2 separate regions of the Gossypium arboreum genome follow, and region 1 is linked to region 2. The links are chromatin contacts, called in public Hi-C maps. All regions are on one chromosome and are shown on one strand. The core of a region is the stretch at or near the end of the contact, and the rest is flanking DNA. Distances in the headings are between cores, read along the strand shown.

Region 1 (5,728 bases), core at 480-2,979, 340 kb after region 2:
TTATAAATGATTTTTGTGACATGAAAGAAAGGAGATTACAATTTAAAAGTCCAACTTGTTTAGATAGGTGAATGATTTCTCCTTCTTCTTCTTTTTTTATATCATATGGTTACTATATGCAAAATTATATTTTAATTTTGGTTTTTTTCAAATAGTAGAAAAGCATACTAATTTTTGGATTTTGATATGTTAGGTATTATTTATTAAAAATTGGAAGCACAATGCAATTATCATTTTATTCATATTTCAAATCATATATATCTATATTTTAATTATTAAATAATTATACATAAAAATTAATAGCAAAAAAATGTAGTTGCGAATGCTAATACAAATTTGTCCCCTTAAATTGTATTTTTGAACGAAGTGACTCAACATATTAGATACCCATGTTAAATAAGGAAGGGTAAAAAAGACTAACCATTTTCAGACATGAAATTATTGAGAATCGGGACTAGTAGGTTTGATGACTTCGGGGAGTTCTTTGATTAGAAAGAATTATCTTGATTGGTTTGATTCATACTCTACGGAAGTAGAGGGGATCGTAGTGAAGGAGGTTGATTCACAGTCTTCACCCGATATGCTACTTGGTGGATCCTGGTAGCCAAATAGAGAGTTCAACTGTGGGTAGGGAAATATCAAATACAAAAACCTCAACATTTCCTTACACAAACCAAACAAATTGCACCCAGTTCACGCAATTCATCGAACAACTGGCACGTCTCATTCGACTGCCCGTTCCTCCCATAAAACTCAATCAACGCAATCAAAATTACATTATCCGAATGAAACCCATGTTTCATAACAATGGCATAAAAGCAGCATCCCATCCTCAACTTCCCTAAAACCGAACAAGCCTTGATCACAGCAGATAGAGTGAACCTACTAGGCTCAGCTCCTAACCTCAGTAATTCAAAAAACAGTTGAAGTGAACTCTCTGGTCTTCCCACTTTAATATACTCCGAAACCATCAAAATACACGAATTATCTTATTTTACAAGCACCAAATCAAAAACTCTCCGAGTTTCTCTAAAATCAGTACACAGCTTAAAGTAGAGAACAAATAAATTGATATCTATAGAACGATCCATGTGGTGAGCAGATTTAAGATGGGCCGTGAGGAAAAGATTGAAGGTATGTGCATGCTTTCAAGAGGCAAGATTACAGTAAAGGTTTAGGGAAGAGGGTGTTTGGGTTTGGGGGGTTTTAGGAGATGGATTGCAAGGAAAAGATTATCCGGCCTGCACAATTGGAGGATTTGGGATACGACAACAGCTTCATCTCTACTCAACTATGGAAAATCCATCGAGTTAACAAAAAAAACTTGTTGAACTTTATAATTAAAAAAAAATCAGCTCAGAGTTTTGATCCTATACAACTTTTATCCGGTATTCGAGAGTTTATAATGATATATACAAGCAACTGTTGAGTTGAGTTGATGCAAAAAAAAAAAAAAAATTTGGGGAGTGAGTCAGTGCTAGTAATATCCAAATTCTAAAGGAGATTGAATAAGCTGTTTGGAAAATGAAAATGGACTTTTTATGCCTTATTGTAAAATCGGGCTGAGATTTGGAGGGGAAGAAAGGATGAGGAAGAAAAAAAATGATAAGACGGTGGGGCTCACAGTTTTAATTTATTATTTTAAAATCCACGCTATTTATGGTTTAATAGCATAGTGATTAAAATAAACCATTTTATTGGTTTACTAGTAATTAAAAATTTTCTTTTAAAGAACCTCAGGGTCACGACGACTCAGGAGCCGACAAAACTAATAAAAGCAACCAAGAAAAAAAAGGCTCTCCGCATCAGAAATCCTTTTTTAACATCAAAAATTTCAATCATAGATTCTTAATTAAGATTCTCGTCTTAGCTAATTGAGTAAAACTTACACCGCCTTTCGTAAATTTTTTAAACTATTTTATTTTATTTTATTTTTTTTTTTAAACACGTAAAAAATTTCGTATTTGATCCAGGAGTTCTCTTCCTCACTAAATCCTCCTGTTCTCAATCATCCGCTGCTGCCAAGGTACTTTTCCAAATCTAGGGTTTCCTTTTCCCTATTTTCTTTATGTTGTTATAATTTAATTTATTAATCCAATTATTTTTTGCAGTTTTTGATGTGTCGATATTAGCTTATTTAATCAGAGGCTGTGATTATATCTTCTTCACGCTTATCTGAGAGTTAAATCTTAGTTTTATTGATTCGAGGTAAGCTAGTCTCCTTGAAATAATATATACTCTTTTGTTACTGTTTTGTTTATTTATTATGCTTGAGTTGGAATTTAAATAGATTTTGCTCTTTATTTTCAGTTTTCTTTATATTATTATTGTTCTATTTAGTATAATTATAAGGCTGTGGAAGGAACTAGGCCAATTTTTAGGTAGCATTTTTAGGCGATATCCTGATGCTGAATTTTGTACCTCGCATGCTGAATTATTCATGCGTTTGATAGATTTTCGATCTCAGGCTGCAAAAAAAAAAAAAGGAAGTTGCTTTGGTTTCTGATGCATTAATGAACATGGTTAATCTAGTTATGGAATTGTATTCAGGCTTTGAAGTAAAAAGTTCTTGGATTTGATAGTTGGATTACAATATTTGAGTAGCTTTTAGACTTTGTTGGAAAAGTGAGCTTCTTGAGAGTTGAGACCTAAAGCCACTTTTTCTGTTTCCGCCCCCCCCCCCCCCTTCAGAACTGGATTATACAGTGTTGTCGTTAACTGGTTTTGTTATTTGTTTCAGTATTCTGTGATGGCAGACCTAAAAGAGCGTTTGCTTCCACCGAAACCTCAGTCGGCTATAAACATTAGAGATGCTTCCTATCGGCCATCTGCCTCTGGACGCCAGCCTTTCCAAGGCATGGATTTATCGGGGTTAAAGAAGCGGGGCCAAGGACTCAGATCTTGGATCCGTGTTGATACATCTGGGAATTCGCAAATAATCGAGGTTGACAAGTTCACTATGATGCGTCGATGTGATCTACCAGCCCGAGACCTACGGCTTCTTGACCCATTGTTTGTTTACCCCTCGACAATCCTCGGTAGAGAGAAGGCTATTGTTGTAAATTTAGAGCAGATAAGGTGTATTATCACTGCCGACGAGGTTCTACTCTTGAATTCCCTTGATAGCTATGTTTTGCATTATGTTGTGGAGTTACAAAGGCGACTTACAAGTGGAGTAGGTGAGGTATGGCAATCAGAGGGTCCCGAGTTGAACAGAAGAAGAAGCAGTAGGGGTTTTGACAATGTATACGGGAGCACATCCCCTGATTATTTGCCCTTTGAGTTTAGGGCTCTGGAAGTTGCTTTGGAAGCTGCCTGTACATTCCTTGATTCACAGGTGTGTGAAAGTGGCCTAAAACACCTTATTGCATTTGAATTAGACTTGGGATGATAAACCTAAAATCATTCACCCAAGAATCATTCACCTTGTTGACATTTAAAAATATATTAAAAACTAAAAAAGTGGTTGGAAGATCCATCAATTGCAGATTTATATTTTGATTGTTGGGGATGTTGAGCTATGTAAAAATTAAGGAAAATAAATAACACATATAACAGCAAGTCATGAAAAATGTTGCATGTTCTTGTTACTTGATTTTGGCTGAGTTTTTCTGATGTGGTTTAGGGGAGAAAATAGAAGCAATAGGAAGAATTAGGGCTAAACAAACAAGTAAGAAAGAAGGTGAAACTCTAGAAAATTTAGGGTTTAAAAAACCTCTAATTTCTTTATATTAAATCAAAGAAAAATAATAGGAATAATAATAGTTGTAAAGCTGACAACTTATTTATATAGGCTTTTTTTCTTGCAAATAAAGTTACTAGGCCTTTTTGCAAATAAAGTTTTATTTCTAGCCCTTTCTTTAAACCCTTAAGATAACTACTAACCTCTTAGCTGTTTTAATATATCTAACCTGGCTTGGAAAATTGACAGCGGTAAGAAAAGCTTCACCACTTCAACATAAATTTCTTGATAAGCTCCTTGTAGCTCTTCTTACGCCATCCAAGAACTTCCACTGGCTGTTTCAGCAAAAATCTCTAATATCAATTACCCCATTTAAACTTAGTTGCCTTAACATCAACCACATCTTAAATAACCTTTGTTTTAGCTTTAGGAAGCTGCTGCCTATTATCTGAATTTTCAACATCATTTTTGGAGATGTTACTTTCATTTTCATTTCTTAGGTGGTGCACAGTTAGATATTTCTTGTTGGTTAATGATGGTAAAACCATGTAGAGGAGAGATCAGAAACTTGCTACGATTCTCATAAATGTTTACTTTAATCTTGTCAAGGAGCTTAGAAGTGTCATCCCCGCCTATGTGGGAAACAAGAATAGCTTTATCAGCTTCATAGGAGCAAATATATTTAATTGCAACGTCCACCATATCAAAATCAATATGTGAACCTAACCATGCTTCAAGCGAATGTCTTGTTGATGCACCATAATGCTAATCAATTTGAATATCCTTAGCTTCAAAAATTGGGAACTTCCTTGAACCAAATTCCATGAACTTGATTGAAGTAACAATAACACCCTCTCTGTCGAAGTGTTGCTTGAAGCCGTTAAAACTGGTTTTTCTGTCCAACTAATTGGCATTACAAACATGTTGATTTTGACCCAAAATAAACTTATGTCGCTTCATACCATCCAACAAGACTTCTAGCACACCTACTTTTCTTATGGCTTCCTGTATTGTTCATCAAACAATAGGAGCCTTACGTAAAAAGAAAGGATGATGAGCTTTAACTTTGATAAAACTAATTGTTGTGATAAACAAACATAGAGACAACAATTCCTGTTTAGGAACACCATTCACTACAATCACAGCATATTCAAGAATTTTTAAGATTATCTCTTGCAACAATGAAAGAAATCCAGCCAATTTTAAGATCAAGAGAGGAATAGGCCTCAATTGCTGACACAACTTATAGTTTCCAAGATGACTTGAACATATTTTGAACATTTTGTTTAAGAATTCTGCCTTCCGATCCCTACTATCTGCCATGGGAAAAATGTCTTGCAACATTTGGACAGCTTCAAGGTCTTCAATTTTGTTATTTCCCTGTTCCTAAAATATTCTCCTTACAATTTAGTCATTCAATAGAGATGTTCCACTCATTTGGAAATATTTTCTGCAAATAGAAAATGATAGATACTTCTAACATATATTGCAACGAGAAAGCCACAACATCCTGTTTATTATAGTTCAGAGACTAAGTTGGGAAAAGTTGTCAAGTACAGGGACTAAATGTTGCTTTATTCCTTTTATAAATTCTATTTGCGTACCTTTAATTCTTTTATTATAGTTTTTTGTTGTTGTTGTTGTTGTCTCCCGTTTTTAAAAAACAATCCTCTATGATATCTAGTTTTGTCATTTTTGTTTTAAGCCTTTCCAAGTCTATGATATCTGTACAAATTTAGGAAGAAGAATTATTCTTATTTCTTCTAATCTGACTACAGCCTTTTAAAGAATAGCAGGAAAAATAAAAAGGAAATAATCTCTAGAAATTAGCCTATCCCTAAAAATTAGTAATTTGATTATGGCTAATAGTACAAGGAAATTCCTAGAGCTAAGTTAGAAAATCTGCTTAATTTAAGGAATTCCAACACTCCCCCTCAAGCTGGAGTGTAGATGTTAATCAAACCCAGCTTGCCCATAATTTCTTCGAACATTTTTCTGCTCAAGCTTTTGGTTAACACATCTGCTACTTGTTGTCTTGTAGGTAGA
Region 2 (5,411 bases), core at 1,823-4,322:
TTCCATTTTGTTTGGTCATCAATGAATATGTCTTTCATGCTGGGGACTTTAAGTTGTTCCTTCAGTCCAAAAAATGTCTCTTCATGAGTATCTGAAGTTTTCACAAACTTAACACTATCCCGTATTTTCTTCACTGTTTCCCCCACAGACCATAGTGCTTCTTGTGCAAGAAGACTTATAATACGAGCAAAGCAATTTCCAATCAAGAACTGACCATGCAGCATATAAGGGTTCCTCACAGAAAATAGAGCTCTTAGGTTTTGATTTATGTTAACATTTGAGAAGAACTGATCAAAACCAAGTGTAAATAGCCGATTCTCCAATTGCCAATCTGATAGGCAAGACACAACAGCTTGCTGTAAGGCACAGTCTGAATCAGGAGAAGGTACCATGACTACATTAAGCAGGCAGCGGTGCAAATTCCATTCCATATCAATAAACTGTCCTGTTATGAAAACATAGCCCACAGTTTGATTTGAAATACGTAAATCTAACGTAAGGCTTATCCTTCCTGGAATTTCATTGATAAAATTGAGAAGCCTTTGCTTCTCATTCAGGTACATGGCAACACAATCTCCTTGAATGGTATTGAAACTCACCATATTAAACTGAGGTTGAAGAGTCCGTGCAAAATCAATAAAGCCAGGGTGTTCCACAATGTGGAGGGGATACTCGTGCATTATAATCATCTTAGCGATCTCATGGTTGCAGCGTTCCTGGTTAAAAGGGATGTTAGCAAATCCAGGAGTTGCCCGTTGTCTTTTTCTTGGTTCGTATGTAGCAGTTTTAGTGTCTGATGCCTGTTGATTCCTCTGACGGCTTACCGGGCAGATTCCTAAGGCAATGTGTCTCTTGAGGTGGCTAGTTCCAGCTAGCTTTGAACCAGTAATGTAAGCAAAAGATTTCTTGCATTGATTACAGCAGGCCCTGATACATCCATCTCCTACAGTCTCCACAGTGAAATGATCCCAGACAATAGACTTCTTCCTCCTGCGTTTATTGGGCTGTACTTCGGAACTAACAAGGTCATTGTTGTCTGTAGGAGTAATAGGTGTAACCGGAATGATTGCAGTCTCCATCTCAATGTACCGTCCTGCAATGAAGACGAGACAGCAGATGATAAAGTTCTCAAAAGTCAATGAAAAAAACACAAGACAGACACCATGAAGACAGCATATTGTAGTAGAAGAGAATACTACTATTGATGATACCCAAAGGCAAGTTTAGATATTCACAGTAGATTCAAAACTCATAGAATAATGACAAGCTTCTTAGAATGTTTCCATTATCTACGAGACAATAGTTATTCAAATTTACAAAATAACAAACAAGAGCAGGAGTTAACTAATTTTTATGATCCTCAGATAGATATTAGTAACCAGACAAATTTGAAGAGATGGCTTAAAAGACTGAGCAATTGAATATTAAAAGGTATGCAGAGAAGCTGGCTTTACAGTGAACATTAAAACTACAACATTCAGGTTAAAAGACAAACTTGAAATGATTCTAAGCCAAGCCTAGAATTCAAAAAGCCTTCAAGAGTCTACGGTAAACAAAAGCAGATGCGTTTTAGCCAGAAAAATAACAGTTGGAACTTGATAAACACATTAACTAGACTTGGTAACTCAAAGCTGCAAAGTCTAAAGACCAATTTATTCCCACATCTGGACATGAAAGACAACTTAAATAAACCAAAAAATAAAAAACACTGCTCCCATATATCTTGCTAATTGGCAGGATCAAACCCAACTTTTATATACCTAAAAATGTGGGCATGCCCAGATTGATGAGCTAACCTTATCATTATGGACCAAAAAGCCCAGTGGATATGCATAAGCAACTTGACTAAAGTGCCTTCAGCTGAAGTGAAAATCCACAGGTCCCCAACCCAAAGACACAAAAACCAAATCTCTTATTTATCTATTTATTGCCTAAGACCCCCAGTATCAAGCTCTTCCGGAGCACCTAAATGGGAGGAAAGCTTTGTTAGCACCTACTTTCTCCACACAAGATCGAAATTAAGGAACATTGAACTCCTTACCACTCAAGTCCAACAAAAACCAAATCTCTACCTTCCACATGGACTTTGTGCTGGAAAAAACCGTCGTTTGACCATTTATAAATTGAGAAACGAGAACCCACGAAAACAGGAAACAGAAAACGACTGCTTCTCAGAGGATGTAATGAGAAAAATAAATCCTACCACACTCATCCTATGAGTTCTACCAAGAAAAAATTTTCAATGAAACCCCATTGCAACACAAAAAAGGAAATAACTATCAGTCTCACACACTAAGAAGCCCATAAGAAAAGCAATTACAGTGAAATAAATTATGTGGATAAAAAAAGGCGAAAAACTGATTAGAAGATGCACATGAAGCAAAACATAAGCCAAATATGAAAACAACCAAGAAACATAATTTTGATTAACGTAAGCCAATATAAAACCACTAAGAAACATAATTTTGATTAACGCCAAGAATAAAATTTTAAAAAAAAGCCTCACAAAAATAAATACTCAATAAATACCAGATCCAAAAAACTGAAAACAAACTCTAAAATTGCAAAATTAGACATAAATAAACAAAACCCAACATATAAATCGAGGATTAAAAAAATAGTTGATACCTCGTTGTATCACCAACAAAACCCTGAAAGCAGATCCAAAACAACAGTTTCACCGATTTAGAGGCTTGTTTTCACCCGGAGACCGAAGGAATTAAAAAAATAATATATTTGAATTTCCGGTAACAGAGGGAAGCGCAAAGGAGGAAGATGAAGGAGGAGAACAAAGTCGGTTAATTGGGCTGAAGCACCCAAAGGCAAAAAAAAAGGTTCAGAGCTTTGAAGTTTAAAGCTTTTGTTTGTTTGTTTGTTCGCTGTTCGAGCGAGGGAGAGAAAAACAAAACCCTAAATTGGAATTGGACCTGAGCTGGGGTAGCTAGGGCTAAAACTATATATAATCAAAAAGATCTCGAGTTTAGGCCTTTTGAATGAGAGTCAGGGGGGCGAAAGGGGCATTTATGAGAAAAGAAAAAGAGAAAAAATCGTAATTGGATATGGACTGACTGACTCTCTCAAGGTCCAAATTTAATTTTCCTTTTTTTATTCATTCTGTGAAGGCGGTTCCATAGTATTTTTCATCAGCCACCCACTTGGTTTAATCTTGACCGTTCCTTTTACCTATTCATCTCGGCTTACGGTTCTCATGACTCACGGGTAGGTTAAACAATTATATTTTAATTTTCTTAGAAAATTCAAAAATCAAAATTAGACCGAACCTTACTCTAATCATGATTCATCAATGCATTTTTATCTATCTATATACGGTTATAACACGCCCGACTGAACTTAATTAGGAAATGATAAAAAATATATTTCTTACAATCACGTTTTCTAATTAAATTTTTAAAGTAAAGAATTCAACAACCGAATCCACCTCTAATTCATTCAATATCCATAAATTCTTATTTAAATATTATAGTGCTATTATAAATTAGTTAAATAAAATGCATCTTACTTATAATAAATTACACATTTAATCATTAAAACAATCAACAAATTTCAACTATAAAAAATTAAATTATAATATGATGATACATGTTTTCGATTTGTAACATTTTAGTTAATCGCTCATTAACAAGATGATAAAGTGGTACGTAAATCAATATTTTAAAATTAGATTAATAGTCAAATTAATCAAATTATTAATTTTAGTTTAATTGATTTACTGTTTAATAATATAAAATCATAATAATTAAAAAAATAAAAAAAACCTCAAATAAACTTTGGCCTATGCTTTTAAGTTTAATTTAAATTAGCCCACCGTCTTTTAAGTCATAGGACATAACCAACATAAAGTAAGAAAACCTAAAAAATTATTATCGCTAACTCCTTTCAATTCTCACTTGTCCTTTATCACCAAACCAATCTTTCTGACTTCCTCATTTTTCAGCTGCGATGGTCGTCGAAGAAGCAGATGGCTAAAGGCAGCTGAACTGGAGGCTGAAAGAGGGAGATTGGAGACTAAAGAGTGAAGAGAGGTTGAGAGAGTCAGAGAGGCCGGATGGACGAGTGACGAGAGTGGTGGTTGCCCGGGTGGGTGTGGGTCTCAGGTTGTTTGTTTTGATCGGCTTGCGCAGACGAAAGAACCGGTCGGACAGGATTTTTACCGATTTCTTAGTTCACGGTTCAAACGGTTTTTTCTAGTGATCGGACCATTCTCAAATCAACCGAGGGATCCAATTTGGTTTAAATATCATTGACATTAACTTAAGGTGAATAGCTAATTCTACCTCTAAGCTAGTCAATATCGAACCGGTAGATGCATCAGTTTTTTATTAGAATTTTATATGTGCAGGTATTATATCGTTTTGTATTTATCAAATTTTTAAAAATATTTAAAAATATAAAATTAAATAAATTTCAAATATAAAAATATTAATCAATTATATAAAATATCATTCAATAAATTAACAAATAAAATTTCATCCTTTAACAAATTCAAAAAAATAAAAAATCATAGCACATACAAAATATATAAAAGGCTTACTGGTGTAGTAAATTCTCAAATTTTAAAAAAAACTATTTAAGTCCTTTTTCACTCAACTGAGCAATTAAATTTTCAAAATATATCAAAAGATTTTTAAACTTTTTAAAAAAGCAATTAAGTCTGTTTTTTCTCTCAATTTGAGTACTTGAACTTTTAAAATACTTTAAAAGATTCTCAAAATTTTTCAAAATAGCAATTAAGCCCTTGCTCTTATAAAAATTAGAAAAAACTGTAAAAAAATAAATTTTAGAAAATTTATTAAATTTTAATAAGAATATAAAAATTTTGAAATTTATTAAAAATTATAAAAAATTTATAAAAATCGGAAAAATTAAAAATTATAAAATTTTATAAAAATCATAAAAATTTATAAAATGCATCAAAAGTCCTTTATCAATTAACTTTAGCTGTTGATCGTTAAAGTTAACAACTCCTAGTTTTTTAATTAAAGTTATCATGTGTCATAACACAACGTGACATGTATGAAAAATGATAAAAATAAAAATCAATAAAAGTTATAGAAAAATTATAAAATGTTTTTTGATACGATAATTTTTATAATTTTTTATGAAATTTATATTTCTTTATATTTTTAAATATTTTACTTTTTAATATATAAAATTTCATTTTTATTATTTATTAATTTTAAAGTCAATAAACTCTAACAAGTTAGTTTTTATTATTATTTATTACTATAATGGTAAAAGAAGTAGTAAATTTAAATAGTTATTATTATTATTTATGCACCAGATGTTACATGATACTCTGACCGATAAAATTGGAATTGGACGCAATGAGCCAATACAATTTTACAAACTAAAAATTTTATCAATGTGAAAAAATGAATTGATCGTTTTGG

Evidence for each region. A called contact is a pair of places that touch in the nucleus more often than the background predicts.
Region 1: a Hi-C map of leaf shows a contact between it and region 2, with 4 times the contacts expected there. The contact joins the promoter of LOC108464958 here to the promoter of LOC108486475 in region 2. A contact is called at or near these places in 2 of 5 Hi-C or Micro-C datasets (both in leaf).

The regions. Positions count from the first base shown.
Region 1 is chr6:75,717,516-75,723,243 of ASM2569848v2, forward strand. LOC108464958 (magnesium transporter MRS2-1) reads left to right here and starts at 1,730. Exons shown (of 7, transcript XM_017765237.2): 1 at 1,730-2,026; 2 at 2,112-2,208; 3 at 2,741-3,337. The coding sequence starts at 2,750.
Region 2 is chr6:75,377,020-75,382,430 of ASM2569848v2, forward strand. LOC108486475 (zinc finger BED domain-containing protein DAYSLEEPER-like) reads right to left here and starts at 3,073. Exons shown (of 2, transcript XM_017790540.2): 1 at 2,629-3,073; 2 at 1-1,093. The coding sequence starts at 1,079.